Linked DNA regions of Zea mays: region 2 is linked to region 1. A link is a contact called in public Hi-C data. All regions are on one chromosome and are shown on one strand. Each heading gives the region's core, a stretch centred on a gene start, on an enhancer-like site or on the middle of the called end of the contact. The rest is flanking DNA. Distances are from core to core; before and after follow the strand shown.

Evidence for each region. A called contact is a pair of places that touch in the nucleus more often than the background predicts.
Region 2: a Hi-C map of tassel shows a contact between it and region 1, with 7 times the contacts expected there. The contact joins the promoter of LOC100382937 here to the enhancer-like site in region 1. A contact is called at or near these places in 3 of 25 Hi-C or Micro-C datasets (leaf, leaf mesophyll and tassel).

What each region holds. Positions count from the first base shown.
Region 1 is chr2:135,622,684-135,627,795 of Zm-B73-REFERENCE-NAM-5.0, forward strand. No RefSeq gene overlaps it. Among protein-coding and RNA genes, the nearest start is that of LOC111590883, 4.8 kb to the right of the region's middle. Within about 2 kb of position 3,163, at least 14 of the 20 cell types and tissues checked have an H3K27ac peak or open chromatin away from gene starts, as enhancers often do. A contact at or near this core is called in leaf, leaf mesophyll and tassel, where this site is marked.
Region 2 is chr2:136,130,597-136,135,708 of Zm-B73-REFERENCE-NAM-5.0, forward strand. It overlaps LOC100382937, which reads left to right and starts at 2,908. Exons shown (of 9, transcript NM_001175623.2): 1 at 2,908-3,768. The coding sequence starts at 3,016.

The DNA of each region.
Region 1 (5,112 bases), core at 1,913-4,412:
TTTCAGCTGGGAGACTACTAGCTTTCACGTGTGCGTGTGTAAAAAATATATACTCCAGTATTAACTTGTACTTTTACGTTGCTGTGTGTATGGATGAAACGGTCGCATGTCATAAATATACATCCGTTGTTGAAAGGGTAATGTTGGTGGCCTTTTAAGATTCCCGTATCGTTTTGTTTGAGAACAAGAGTATTGGAGGGGATTGAAAGATGTTAGAATCATTTACTATTCAATTTTGAGCAGCAGGGGATTATAACACCATCAATCCAAAAAAAGGTGGTATTTTCTCTTTGTCACATGCATGTTTGCCGTGCGTTTAGAATCAAGAATTAAGAAGAAATGCAGAATTTTAAAAAAAAAGCAGCGCATTCGCTGAAGCTGAAACCACCATTGAAAAATTGTGCACACCGTAGGCGTAGAGCCATTTTATACTAGTGTTCTTTGAAACACAGATGTAACCAAAATAACTACAATTAATATCTCAAAAAGAGATACACTATCTTTCACTACAACAACAGCTTCAGTCATTTTCGGCAGTCAGGAGTCGCTAAAAATAAGGCCTTTGCCGTCGAAAATAAGCTATTTTCGGCGGCCTTATGATTATTTTTAGCGGCTCCTGACCGCCAGAAAAAATCAGCCGAAAATAAGCCTTTATTTTCGGCGGCCAGTGATCAGCCGCCGAAAATAACTGTTGTCTTTCGGCGGCTGACACATATCCGCCGAAAATAGGGTATTTTCGGCGGCCACCTGAACAGCCGCCGAAAACAAGGCCTGCCAAAAATAGTTGCTGTCGAAAACGTGGTCCACAAAATCTTTGGTCTTGGCTACCCAATCATCAGAATGACGTCCATTTCTATTTTAGCCATTGTACATCCATGCACGATCTTCAACCATGCCTGAGACTATTAAACCGAACCATATCATGAAAACATTATTCAACTTCGTCAAAGGTTTCGGTCCTACATGTATAGGCAATGATAGGTTCTAAACCCACAGCAAGCTAGCAGGACCCGCCGAAAATTCGGCAGCATAACATCGCTGCCAGTAAACAATATATTACTTATATATAAAACAAAGAATGATATAATATTAATCAAATCAAACTAATTACCACATACACTAATAATGCAACTATTCTACATACCAATATAATGTACTTGTAAAACTAATAATTAATAATGTAATATTAATATGAAATTAATACCACAAATGCAATATGCCACTAATCCCTAAACCACATATACCACTAATATATTAATGAAATCAAACTAAACAATAATACTAATCACACACACTAATCAAACAAACATAATTACAAATATATACTAATTTCGACGGCAATTAAATAACGACCGCTGAAAATATGAATAAAATACACAAAAAATTACCTTTGGATGGCGAAGAGCTCGGCGACGATGGCGAAGTGGGTGGGAGGAGTAGAGCTTCGACGCGGGCGGTCCACGGTAGCGGAGGATGACAGTGGACGACGGTGGCGGCGGTGCGGGCAGCGCGGCGGGCGGGTCGGCGGGGCTGGGGTCGGCGCGCGGCAGGACGCGACGGCAGGAGCGACCGAGTGAGGAGAGCGAGCGGCGCGGGGTGAGAAAGAAATAAAGAGAAGAGAGGAGTCGGGAGAGCCGTTTTAAAAACTGAATGCTCGGGCCGCCGAAAATAAGAAGCTATTTTCGGCGGTTGTGTCAGAGGCCACCGAAAATAAGCTTATTTTCGGCGGTCAAGCTATGCCGCTAAAAATATTAACTTACCTGGCCGCCGAAAATAATTTTGGCTGCTGAAAATCGTGCACAGTGTTGTTGTGTTTATTTCCTGCTATATAGTCTCAACTCTCAAAAATTAAATAGATATAATACATTTAACTTGTGTGCTAAGAACTAAAGTGTTGTTAACGTAAATGGCAACAGTAATGGTTCACACTTGAATACCAATAATAATAAGTTTGACTAGGCCAGTATCAGTTTCAAGCGTGGTATCTGATTATGAATGGATTTAAACAAACATGGTTTAATGTTATCAATTATTCGTGACGTTACAAATACGTGAACCAACTAGGACCTAAGACTGACTCCAACAGAGGCCATGCAAATCGAGCAGCCATTCAAGCCTTTGGCTAGCGTCTCTGGTTTGCCTGTCCCAGCCATATGGTATACGCTTTCAACAACACAGGCAAAAAAGCAGCGGTAGTATAGTCCAACAAATGGAGCAGATGGTGGGGTCATGTTCTCAGACACAGAAAAAGGAAATGGCTGCCAGCCACAGTACAAGCTATTATGATTTTCCTCTCTCTTTCCATCCTTTTTGTCTAGCTTGTTTGGCTGCCCTGTTGGAAGGTGTTTTGTACTGCTACAGTAGCTCGTGGACAGCTATTTTAGCTTTGTGGGTCTATTTAGCTGCTATGTTGGAATCAGTCTAAGAAGAAGAAAGAAAAAGCAAGCAAAAGGAACCAAATAAAGCTGAAGCTGACGAGAGATCGAGTACCTTAAGGGGTAAGGATTGAGGCAAATAAATCCAAAACCAGTTTACCACGAGCATGAAATGACAGAACGGGTAGAAGCTCTCTGGCTGACACCAAGCACGCATCACACAAACGCACACGTGGCCATTGATCTGTTCAACAGGAAAAGAGCCAACCGGCCGGTCGGACTAAAAATAAGGCCGGCCGGCAGTGCCTGTCCCTTGCAGCCATCGCCAATTCGCCGCGTTATGCTTTATTTACGTGTTCTTGGTATACGGATGGAATGGATATATATATTCTTTCCATGTGTAATTTTATCATCAGGATCTCTCTGTTCACACTTCACACATGCATGCTGAGTGACTGAAATACTACCACCGAAACCATAGCATGCATACACTCTGACGTCGTCGTCGTCGGGTATCTATCGGCTGATTATCTAGTGTATCGCTCCCTACCGTGTGAAGAAAGTACCACGGAGAAATCTGCCCTGCTGTATCTATCGCTCAATCTCTTGATTAATTAGCGATCGAGGCCTTTCTCTCGATAATACGCCATTAGAGAACGCGCTTAGAGTTAATGCGTTGTCGTCGGAATCTCTGTCGTCTTCACGTTGCCGCACCAGAGTGAGAGTACGTTAACTGAGACGGACAGGAACTGACAAGACCGCACAAACACTGCAGAAAGCAGCCGGGCACCACGCACGCAACCGCTTCTCCCTCCCGTGTCCTATCTACAAAGCAAGATCCACACGTACGTTGCCATCATGCTGCGCCAATGATGACCCGTACGACCATGCAAAACCAGTGACAAAGTGGCGTCGACGTCACCCTCGCTCGCACACACATCAGAACATCGAAATGCTTGTATGCATGCATACAAGCTGGAGAGACTGTCTTGGCTCCCAGGAGAGAGTGTGTCTAGTCTAGTAGTAGTAGCCATTTTCGCATATGAAGGATGCATTGGCTCTTCTGTCTTGGCTCGAGTCTAGATGTACGTGTGTGTGGCTGACTTCAACCACTGGACAGTCTGGAACAATCCCTCTTCTTCCATTATTCCATATATACTGTTAGAGCAGCTCCAAGAGGATGTTTAAAACTATATTATTTTTAGATGTGTTTCCGATCCTATTCGAGACAATGGCTACACATCTTACAATTTGGAGTCTAATTATACGGTGCTTTGCCCAAGCATAAGAGGAACTCCAACAATCTACCGATATGAATACATGGACTCTAGGAGTTTAACATTGCTGGGCGTGTCCATTATCTCTCCCTTGGGCATGTCAGTGTTGCAAGCACATGGTTGTCATCAACATTGTCAGACTATCTCGTTACGCATCCACATCTCTGTATTTATATTCAAGCTTCACTCTATGAACAATATAGTTTCCGCTATAAAACTGTGTATTTGTGTGATCAAATGAATGGACCAGCCCTGGGGAATGCATGGCTACAGTTCATACATTATCCATATATGTTTGTCTGTATTGGCAACAGGGTGAACAAATTCAACTGTTGTGTCCTACCGACGCCTGCTGCAGGTCTGTAAGGTTTGGCTTTGTTTTGGCCTTCGTTATTCCAAACTGCATTTCTCTCTGTCTTACTGAATGCAGAGTATTGAGGCAGGACACAGGTACAAAAGTAATCTAAGCGCTGCCGCTTCTATATATCCGTAGTTACATAATCACCACCTAAGAAAGTGTGAGTAGGATACTTAGCTGGAAAACCGGCCATAGAAACATTTTCATTCCACGATACTCTTGGTGGGGCTTCTGAACCCCGTCACATTCCTGAGGCGTTTCTTCATTTCCGTTTACAGCAAATCATATCCATTGAGTTGCCATGAGCCGAGTGTTGATTTTACAAAAATCCAAGGAAAACAATATTACTATTAGAAGCTTATAGTGCTAACGTACGAGAGCGTTATGGGCCTGTTTGTTTCGGCTTCTGGCAGCTTCTGGCCACCAAAAGCTGCTGCGGACTGCCAAACGCTCAGCTTTTCAGCCAGCTTCTATAAAATTTGTTGGGCAAAAACCATCCAAAATTAACATAAACACATAATCGGTTGAGTCGTTGTAATAGTAGGAATCCGTCACTTTCTAGATTCTGAACCTTATGAACAACTTTATCTTTCTTCACACGTAATCGTAATAATACTCAGATTCTCCCCACAACCAGATTCTCCCCGCAGCCAGATTTTCAGAAAAGCTGGTCAGAAAAAAGCTGAACCAAACAGGCCCTATGTTAGGCGATGTGGCACGGTAACTATGACTTGAGGCGAAACCCCCTTCTTCGTGAGCTAGATTGTTTCCGATGTTAGGCAAACACCAAGGGCGGGGCGAAGGATCAAGCTCATTGGTGAAGATTTGGAGTTGCCTCGCATGAGGTGTTAAGGCTTGGCAACGACGGCACACTGCGGTCTTCCTCCTATATCAAATTTTCGGTGTAGGCGTCGTCGAGTTCCTTTGGTCATGTGTGGCCCGTCTTTTGGAGTCGGAGCTGCTCGGCAACGATGACTCTAGATGGGCTTTTATGTAGGGGACTGCCGTGACTGGGTGGTTTGTGCACTCTGTGTAGGTTTCGGGCCGGTTTTCCTTAAAACAGGACCAATTCCATTCTTCTTAATTGAAAGGCAGAACTCCT
Region 2 (5,112 bases), core at 1,658-4,157, 510 kb after region 1:
CCCATGGCGAAGGTGGGAGAGTGTTGTTAGCTTTATTAGGTAATCCTTTAACTCTTCAAAGGCTTGCTGCTGAACGGGCCCCATTGAAAGACCTCTGCTGACTTAAGGACTTCGAAGAATGATAGACTTCGTTCAGCAGATCTCGAAATGAACCTGTTCAAAGAAACAAGTCTTCCTGCCAGCCTCTGAGCTCCTTTTCTTGACTTCGACGGCTCCATCTGAAGTATTGCTTCGATTTTGTGAGGGTTTTCTTTGATTCCCTTTGTTGAGACAAGACATCCCAAAAATTTGTCCTTCTTAACTCCGAAGACGCATTTCTTAGGATTCAACTTTAAACCTGTCCTTCGAAAATTAGCGAAGGTTTCTTGGAGATCAGAAATATGTTCTTGCTGTTTCGTACTTCTCACGATGATATCATCAACATAAGTTAAGACATTCCTGCCCAGTTGTGAACTCTATACTTTGGTTGTCATTCTATTGAAGCTTGTACCAGCATTTTTGAGCCCCTCAGGCATCCGACGATAGAAGTAATTGCCACTAGGAGTTATTAAGCTGGTCTTTAGCTCATCTTCTTTTTCCATCCAGATTTGATGGTACCCTGAGTAGCAATCCAACAGACTCATGAGCTCCGAAGTTGCAGCTGCGTCTACCAGAGAATCGATTCTTGGTAGTGGGGATTCATCCTTCGGGCACGCTTTGTTAAGATCTGTGAGTTCAATACACATCCTCCACTTGCCATTGGATTTCTTGACCATTATTGTGTTGGCCAACCATTCAAGATATGCAACTTCTCTTATGACTCCAGCATTGATCAATCTTTTAACTTAGGCTTTTGCACTTTTGACCTTGTCTTTAGACATCTTACGAAGCTTCTCCTTACGTGGTCTGGTGCTTGGGTCAACCTTTAGGGCATGTTCTATTATGCTCTTATCAACTCCACATATATCTGACTAGGCAAAGACATCCTTGTTATGAAACAAGAATCTTTTGAGGGCTGACTCTTGCTCCAAATATAGCTGGTTGTCAAAGTAGACTCTCTGATCGACAATATCATCACAAAGTAATACATGCTTTGGTTGATCAGTCAAAGATGCCTTGTCTTTGATTTGCTTCTCTGCCACTTGGGTCCAGGCTTCGGTCTCATCAATGTTGTACACTATTTTTGTATCTTCAATATTCCCTTTGCCTTCCTTGCAGCTTCTTGACTACCATCCACCGATATGATTCCTTGGTTGCTAGGTATCTTCATGCAAAGATAGGCTGAATGCAAAACTGCTTCGAAGGCATTAAGTGTACCTCTCCCAAGGTCTGCATTATATGGGAATTCCATATCAATGACATAAAACATGATATCTTCTGTCCTTGTGTTGTTGACATAGCCGAAGATGACGAGCATGATTAACTTTCCCAAAGCCATTACTTGCTGCCCTTCGAAGCCACATAGAGGAAAGGTTGAGTCTTGTAGTTTATCTTCGGACTCCTGCATTTGCCTGAAAGCCTTGACAAATATGATATTTGCAGCGCTACCTGTGTCAACCAAAACATTGTGCACTACGAAACCTTTGATTACATAAGAGATAACCATGGCATGTCTGTGTGGGTAATATTTGAGACGAAGATCATCCTGAGAAAAAGTAATGGAGATGTGGGACCATCTGGCCCTGATTAAGGGTCCTTGGACACCAACATGTTGTACCCTTCTTTGGCTTCTTTCTTCTGCTTTTTATTACTGGGTTCGAAGCTTGAGCCCCCGATAATGGGGAGAGTAAGCTTCTCCATGGAAGTTGACAAAGCTTGATGGTTTGTCATGCTCTTCATCGTGATGAAGGTTGTCATGGTTGTGAGATATATGAAGGTGGACGCCAATGTTGGTCATTTGTTTTCGATTGCTATATGGAATAAAAAACAAGGCAACACAATGTTAAAAGGTAGAAGCCTTCGTCCTTGAAATGTTGTCTCTCCAGGATAACTCTTCGAGGACGAAGGTTGAATGTAATCAAATAGAATGCGAAGAGTATGACAAAGTGAGATATGAGAACTCGTCTCATATGCCTTAGCATCTTATTTCTCTTCTCATACAAAACAAGCTTACAATCATACCTTCGGCTTCTTGATGCAAGATAGCGCGAAGGTGTTTCAGAGGCTGAGTTATGCGAAGCTGTAGCACCTAGCTAAAGGTACTTTATGCGAGGTACTGTTCATTTATTTATAGGGGAGATGAACTGACCTAGTATGGATTTACAATAATATCCATCCAATTTTACATAAGTCATTTACAAACAACTTAGGGGCAACAACGTACTTTTCTTCGTCCTTGACTCCACGAGTCCCAGCCTTCGTCATTCAGTTGCTTCTTTCTTTCAGTATTTGGCTGAAGCTGCTGTCTTCGGCCACTGTCTTTACCGCTTGCATATAGATGAAGTGTTTTTGTATGTCGCTCTCTGTCGAAGCTTGGCTTCGTACTCCTATAAGAACATTTCTGAAGTGCACTCGTTAATCTTCGAGTTTCAAGTGATCGTCATGTGCGAAGCTACTCTGCACGTCTTCCTGGCCGAAGGTTGGCTTCGTCCATTAGTAGAGATATTCCTAAAACACACTAGCTTGTGTCGAAGTAAAATGGTTAGGCAAGTGATCTTCGGCATAGAAGGCCCCAACAGTATCATACGCATATGTTTTAACTATTTAATTGTTGTGATGTTGTGTCGATAAGAATGGACTCAAACATTTTTTTACCATAACCTAAGATATTGTGTCAAAAAAGTATCTTACTTAAGATACAATTAATTCTCACTCCTATTAAATACCTTGTCACACCAACAAAGATTTCTATATATTATATTATTAATGAATACTACTTTCGTTCTCGAATATCTTATTAAATACCTTGCTACATCAGCAAGTTTATTTTAAAAATAAAACGCCACAAATAAAAAAATAAAACACGATAAATAAATAAAAATAAAGCACAACAAATAAAAAAGAACGTCAATTGAAAATAGCCTAGGTGCATAGACCATGACATTGATGGTAGGCCTGGGCCCACCACTGCTGGCGGTTTCGAATCCAGTGAGCGGCTTTACTTTTCCGTTGCGTGTATCCTCTCGGCTCTCGCCTCGCCGAGTCGCCGTCGAGTCCGCCATTCCATTCACCCCGGTTCCCCTCCCGTGCAACCGCGAGCAGAAGCCACCATTTCAAAACGAGGACGAGCCCGCTGCTGGTGCTGTCCCTTCCCGCGCGCCGCCGGCGCCTGGCCACCTGCTCCGCGTCGGATCTAGAGCGAGCGAGCGTCACCCGCGGCTCTCGTCGCCGTCAGCGTCACCCACCCGTCGTCTTCTTGCCTCCGAAGTCAAATCTTCCACCCCATATCACCACAGAGAATTCCAACCCATCCACTTCCGCGGCCTGCTGCCGTCCGCTTTATTTAAACCGTCCGCCACGGCGACCCCGACGACTCCCCCCGCGGCCTCTCCCGCCAGCTCCCCCTCACCCCCGACCATCCACGCCTCCAAGCGCCGCCGCCGCGAGACCGAAGCCACGGGGAACACGCCGCTGAGGGGTGGCAGGGGCCCCGCCCCTCGCCGCCGCTCGTCGACTCCGCCTCCTCTTTCTCTGCCGGCGGCGGAGTTTGACCCGCTCGACCCGGACGCTGACCCGCCCCCCAAGCTGCTCACGGCCGACGAGGTGAGGCTCTGCAAGCAGGCGCTGAAGGCGCTCGACAAGAAGGTCGGGAAGCCCGCCACGCTTACCAAGGAGTTTCGTAGCCTCCCGGTATATCTATATCTCCCCTCTTCCGCCCGCCTCTTGTCACTGAGGGAATTGTGCGCCAAAATTAGGATTTCCTAGCTACTGTATGTACATCATTTCTTCAGTTCTACTTTAAAAAGGGGACATGAGTAAACCTTAATTAACTGCATTACCATGAGCTGAGGATCCCAGCAGAATTGGTGTGCCAAAAGAACCCAGAGGGCGAATTTTGTTTATTTCCATGAGCCTGCTGTGAGAGAGGACATATCTAGTGCACATAGAAGATGGGTGCACATGGTGCACATATTAAATCATCACCACTCATTTTAGATCTAACGTCTCTGGTTGATCATTCAATTTACAAATAACACCTTCCACCACTACACACCACCACTTTGGAGGGTGTTTTTAGCAAAATATACCAAACAACCAGAGACATTAGATCTAAAATGAGTGGTGATGATTTAATATGTGCACCAATCTTTCATGTGCATTAGATATGTTCTCGCTGTGAGATCTCCCACCTCCAACAGCGTGACCTATAAAAATGCTCTATAATTTGAAAATGAGTATAATTTATAGAATTCAGGGCATCAACAAAATATTCTGCTCCAACAGTAAAGGGTCAAATCTAGATTATAGAGCAGCACACTGCGGTGTAGTATATTTGAGGTACTCGAGAGGGTGCCATATATTTTAATTTAAGACATCATGTTGACGAATTGTTGGAGATGCTCTTAGACCTGTGTAGATTACTTCTATGTGAAGCGTCTAGGTAGGCTATGATGTACACTATACAGACATAATGATAAGTCTTGGACACAACGTTTAGTTGATAACAATGATAAGTCTTGGACATGACGATTAGTTGATTACAATGATAAGTCTTGGGCCTTTGGCTTTCCTGAACTGCATCATAACATAGCGTGTAACATTATCTTCACTTCGAACCTAAGATTTAGACCAGCAAAACGTATTGGATGAGTAGATGCTTGTAGCTTCACAATACTGCTTCAGTCAAAGTAGCACTTAGGCAAACAATTGCAAAACCTGCTCTAACTATACTCCCTGTCTGTCCTCTTCTGCGAACCAGTTTTTCTCATTGTTCATAGCTTCGCTTTCGAGACATGATTCCATAGTCCCCATGCTTCTTGCTTACTTCATGTAAATTGATCTTCTAATCATTTGAATTAGAAGGAGATGTTCTTGAGGTAGAACTGATTCCAGCTAATACTAAATTCTGTATAAACAGCAGAATTATTTGCTGTTAGCACATTGCTGTTGCAAGTGCGTAAACTCATTATGTGAATTTATTTCGGTGAAAGAGATAGAACTTCTTAATGCTTTTTTGGGGGTTAATTCAAAGTA